Regions from separate parts of the Capsicum annuum genome. Here region 1 is linked to region 2. A link is a contact called in public Hi-C data. All regions are on one chromosome and are shown on one strand. Each heading gives the region's core, a stretch centred on a gene start, on an enhancer-like site or on the middle of the called end of the contact. The rest is flanking DNA. Distances are from core to core; before and after follow the strand shown. Region 1 holds the start of LOC107856993 (probable folate-biopterin transporter 2). Region 2 holds the start of LOC107854974 (mediator of RNA polymerase II transcription subunit 30).

What was found. Hi-C and Micro-C count contacts between places; a contact is called where the count stands out from the background.
Region 1: a Hi-C map of placenta shows a contact between it and region 2, with 2.9 times the contacts expected there. The contact joins the promoter of LOC107856993 here to the promoter of LOC107854974 in region 2. A contact is called at or near these places in 2 of 5 Hi-C or Micro-C datasets (leaf and placenta).

What each region holds. Positions count from the first base shown.
Region 1 is chr1:205,074,718-205,077,833 of UCD10Xv1.1, forward strand. LOC107856993 (probable folate-biopterin transporter 2) reads left to right here and starts at 1,849. Exons shown (of 5, transcript XM_016701949.2): 1 at 1,849-3,116. The coding sequence starts at 2,792.
Region 2 is chr1:204,877,125-204,879,938 of UCD10Xv1.1, forward strand. It overlaps LOC107854974 (mediator of RNA polymerase II transcription subunit 30), which reads right to left and starts at 1,269. Exons shown (of 3, transcript XM_016699961.2): 1 at 707-1,269. The coding sequence starts at 1,117.

The DNA of each region.
Region 1 (3,116 bases), core at 599-3,098, 200 kb after region 2:
ACAACTGAAGGAAAATTGCTCTTTTGCTTCTCAGCAATCAGTCTTAGGCCATACCTGTTGACTTTAATTGAAGTGATTTAAGTGTGATTTGTAGGACTTTAATGTTTTAATTAGTTAGCTGATGTTTTAATATAGGTGAAACTTTCTGCATGCTACCTTAGTTTGTTGAAGTTTTTTTTATTAGTTGAGGATTTCGTCTGGCTTGTGTATAGCACTTTGCTTGACCCTTGCTTCTATGAACTTTTGCATGATCTAATTGTTGGCTTCGTTTTTACTCCTCCACTCTTTGATGTACTTTTCATAGTACAACATAGTTGAGGAAATTTGATCTTGTAACTTATTTGTGGACCTACAAAAGTTAAAACAAATGTAGCCCTTAAAACTCTTTGAATTAATCATATTCTCGAATGTAGAACTTCTAACCATCTTCTTCCAACTTGATATTATTGTATTGTGATACCATAACTTACCTCGAATTCTTGTATGGTGAATGCATCCAAGAGAATGTCTAAGCCAGTGACTATTTTTGAGCTTATGTGAACTAAACTTTATAATGACTCTCTTCATTAGTACTTCTAGCCATCTATTTTCGATAAGAGTCTCAGATTTAGTTGAGCGGAAATTTAACGTGTAAGCTTTTACCTTATCTTAAACTAACGGAATAACGATTGTTGCTTCTCGAATATAAACGATGTCACAGACAATATGCTCGTGCAGTACATGAGCACGTGCCATCTAGTATATACAATATATAAGAAATATATTTCTTTTTTCTTTACACTTAAAGAACATATAAGTGCCATGTAGCGTCAATGTCTCATATCTTTTGCTTGGCATATGTGCAATCCTAATAATCACAAAAAGGTGATACTCCATGTAAGTTAGTATGATACCTTTTAAACACATGATTTAAGTGGTTAATTATTATAATTTATGATACTTTTTATGTTATTTTTAAATAATAAATATTACTTCATCTATTACAATATATGTAGATTTGATAGAATTTTGAAAATCAACTAAATTTTTATATGTTTTTCAATTTTTTTAAGTTGTTAATTATTATAATTTAAAGTAATTTCATGTAATTTTTAAATACATATCAAATTAAAAAATAAGATAAATAAATTAGAACGGAAAAAACAAAAAATTACAAAAAAGAGATAGCGAAAGCTGATAGGACGACCTGCACCTGCTTCCTACTGCTATTCTATACAATAGAATGTGTATTAATAAACCAAAAACGCACATAAGCTATACAAATAACGTGTAAAATAAATGTTTATTACTCCCTTCATCCCATTTTAGCTGACCACCTAATTATAAATACACACCTTAAGTTATTTGTCTACTTATTAAATAAGATAAAATTAATTAAATTTTTTCTATTTTATTTCTATAATTAATATTCTTTGAATGATCATTATATCCATCAATATGAATGAAGAGTAATTTAATAAAAATAATCATTTTATTTAATTTCTTAATTATCATATAAAATAGAAATGATCAATTAAAATAGAACCGAAAAAGTAAAAGAAATTCACACAAAATATACAAATCACATGTACTCCTTTTATTTCAATCTGTTTTTCTTATTTATTTTTTTAATTTGTTTAAAAAATATGTTTTTAATTTGCTGATAACTCTTTGATTCAATTTTTTCATTACTGTATTTAAAACATAAGATCCAATTTTATTTTCAGACAATATTATATGGTAGTTAACAAAGACAAAACAGCAGGTAGCCGTAGTGTTTCATTTGAAAATGCGAACTTTACGACAGCCTTCCTGTCCTTGGGGGTTACTTACTATAATAATAATACAGAAGTTGATGTGAAGTGTGAACTAAAAATTTACTAAAATTTAGCTACCTTGAAACTTCCATTTTGTCCTCAATAATCATTCTTGAATCTACCTAATCTTATTTTCTTCTAGTTAATGATTGATAAAAGGTGCTGTGATATAATTAGGAAGCTATTGGTTCAAATTGTGGAACAGTCAGTATGATAGAAATGCAAGGTAAGACCGCATTAAATAGAACTTGAGGTCCGGCCCTTTCCCAACCAACTCAATATGTAGTGATAGGTTCAGTACATCTGTCTTTCGGACACACATGGAGAGTGTTTGTAGCAATATGCAAGTTGAAAGAATAATTAATGTTCTTGGAGACATACTTTTAGGTATTTAGCTTGCAGATCAGATAAAGTTTGAATCTTTTGCAGACATATATAGTAGTCAAAGTTAAGTAGGAAGAAATCTTTAAAACCCCATATGGAGAAAACAAACCAAGAGATCCCCATTTGCTTGGAAATTTTGACTTTTCCAAGATATTGAGGTACTAGAATCTTGAAAAGGCCGAATCTTGAACTGGGGTTTTACAGATTTGGATATCCATTTGCTTGGTAGTTGACTTTTCCATGACATTTTTGTACAAGAATCTTGAAAAGGTCCAATCTTGAACTGGGGTTTTACAGATTTGGATATCCATTTGCTTTGTAGTTGACTTTTCCATGACATTTTTGTACCAGAATCTTGAAAATGTCCAATCTTGAACTGGGGTTTTACAGATTTGGATATCCATTTGCTTGGAGGTTGACTTCTCTGAGACATTTTTGTACCAGAATCTTGAAGAACCAAGTTTGAACTGGGGTTTTACAGATTGAGATCTCCATTTGCTTGGAAGTTGACTTCTCTAGGACATTGAGGTTCCAGAATCTTGAAAAGGTCTAATCTTGGACTGGAAGTGTCTTTGTTCTTTTGGGATCCCATTTTGCAGGTTTGGGCAGTGATGGGGGAAGAAGCCAAACTTCAAGTTCATAGTGAGGGGGAAGAAGCCAAGCTTCAAATTCATGGCGAGGAGGGGGAGGAAGTGCAAGAAAGTGAGCATAATGATAGGATCTGTAGTTCTATTTGTGCTCCAGTCAACTGGTTCAAAATGCTCGCTATGGAATTGCACTGGAGTTTTGTGTTTGGTGTTGTGATTGTATATGGAATAAGCCAAGGACTTGGTGGTGCTTTTTCCCGCATAAGTACAGAGTACTATATGAAGGATGTACAAAAAGTGCAGCCTTCTGAATCTCAGGTTTATTCAGGGATAACTTCAATCCCCTGGA
Region 2 (2,814 bases), core at 19-2,518:
TTCATGATTATATCAATCAAACTTTTACTTGGATCACTATCTTAACCATACAAATTATAATATTACACAAATACAAAATGCATAATACAATAAACAAACACTCAAACTTGGCCTCAGCCGACAAGTAAACACTCCAACTTTTAGTATACACATCTACACACCTCGTCTCCCCTGTGTCAGTTGAACATTCCAACAACTTAATATGATCATCTAGACACCTTCAAAATTTATGTGCCACATCAGCATCTGGTGGTGGGAACGAGTTGGAGTGTTTAGATGCCAGTCCACATCAAGGTGTGTGGGAACGAGTTGGAGCGTTTAGTTGTCAGTTCAGATTAAGGGAGTGTTTGGCCACGAAAATTTTTCACTTTTTACCGTTCAACTCTGTGAAACACATTTGCCAGTAAAATTCCGAAATTCAACTTAATTCCAGAATTTTCAAGAATCTGAAAAACAACAAAAACTGTTTTCACTTTTTCCACTCAAAACTACTCACAAATTCAAAGATTACTAAATTCATGACCAAACACAACTCCAATTTTTAAATATCATTTTTTACTTTGAAAACAAAAACTGCCTTTTTAAAAAAAAATCACGTTTTACTTGCACCATCATGTATGAAACTCAGAAAAATCAGAATATTTAGGTGTGTTTTTGACCATTAATTTAAGAAAACCATGCATTTTCTATACGTAGAATTCATTACCTTCTGTGAATTAGCAATCGCCGTAAGAACAGAACGCAACCAAGCAACAGATAACTTATAACGTAACCGCGATTCTTCAAGCGCACCTCCACCAATATCCAAATGCTGAGCCGAAGCCGAGGCCGAAGCCGAAGAAGACGACGACGTATCCGATAAAACATCCCCGTTTAAATGCTGCTGCTGTCCATTACTCAAACCACCACCACCCGCGGCCAGCGCCGGCGCTGCCGGGGACGGAGAGGTTGTAGTTGACGGATTTGGAGTGGACCAAAGTGATGGGTTACAGAGTTCGTCGTTCATAGCGGAGAGGATTTGATGTGCGGCTTCTATTGTGTCTTCTAAATGCTTTTGACCTTCTACGGCGAGTTCTTGTATGGTTTTAGGGCTTGTTATCGTGCCTTTTTCTTCCATTTTTTTTGGATGGAAATTGTAAACGGTTTGTTGAAAACCCTAGTTTACGGTGGCGGCGATGAGCGGTGCGAGGAGTTTTAAGGAGAAGTAATTTGAGCATGAAGCGACACGTTTTACTCTTTTCCTGAGGGCATAGATATCGAAAAATTAAAATTCCGAATCAAATCAAATTATTTTGTTTTTATGGCTTGATTTTGGTTTATTTTTTAATAAATTTGGTATTTCGGTTTGATTTTTAGGTTGACGTAATTCAGTTTTCGATTTAAACCGAAATAAACCACAACAACAACAAACCCAGTATATTCCCACCTAGTGGGGTCTGGAGAGGGTAGAATATACGCAGTCCATACCACTACCTCTAAAGAAGTAGAGAGGCTGTTTCCGATACACCCCCGGCTCAAGACACAAGGCAATAAACCAGAACTTCCAAAGCAAGAAATGTGATAAAACTAACATAGATACGACAACCATAAAAATAATGTATATTACCAAACAAAAGACACCAAACAAAACCTAACTATTGACTACGATTCCCTCTATCCTAGTGTTCTTCCTCCAAACCTTCCTATCCAGGGTCATGTCCTCGGTGAGCTGTAACTGCTCCATGTCACGTCTAATCACTTCTCTCCAGTATTTTTCGGTCTACCCCTTCCCCGTTTGAAACCATCTAACACCAGCCTCTCACATCTACGAACTGGGGCATCCGTGTCCTTCATCATCACATGACCAAACCATCTCAACCTCACTTCCCGCATTTTATCCTCCATCGATACCACTCCCGCCTTCTCCCGAATAATCTTATTCCTAACCTTGTCCGCCCTTGTAAGACCACACATCCAACACAACATTCTCATTTCATCCACCTTTAACTTTTGGATATGAGAACTCTTAACTGGCCAACACTCCGCTCCATACAGTATAGCTGGTTGGACCGTAATTCTATAAAATTTGCCTTTCAGCTTGGGAGGTACCTTCTTATCACATAAAATTCCCGAAACGATCCTCCATTTTATCCAACCTGCCCTAATACGGTGAGATACATCCTCATCTATCTCCCCATTCCCCTGGATCGTACACCCAAGATACTTAAAACTATCCCTCTTACAGACTGCTTGAGATTCCAACTTCACTACCACCTCATCCTCTTGCCTCAAGTCACTAAACTTGCACTCAAAATACTCCGTCTTGGTCCTACTCAATCTGAAACCTTTAGACCCCAAGTTTTATCTCCAAACCTCCAGCTTATCGCTAACACCTTGCCGTGACTCCTCAATCAAAACTACATCATCCGCAAAAAGCTTACACCAAGGTACGTCGCCTTGTATATTTCGCGTCAACACATTCATCACCACAGCAAATAAAAATGGACTAAGAGTTGATCCCTGGTGCAACCCTGTCAAGACCGGAAAATGCTCAGAATCTCCTCTCACCGTCCTTACTCGAGTCTTCGCCCTCTTATACATATCCTTAATCGCTCTGATGTACGCCACAGGAACCCCCCTTGCCTCCAAGCATCTCCAAAAAACCTCCCTAGGGACCTTGTCATACGCCTTTTTCAAGTCAATAAACACTATATGAAGATCCTTCTTCCTCTCTCTATACTGCTCTACCAGTCTACACACTAGGTGAATTGCCTCAGTCGTCGAGCAACAAAGCATAAAATCAAATTGATTCTCCGAAATAGACACAATCTTCCT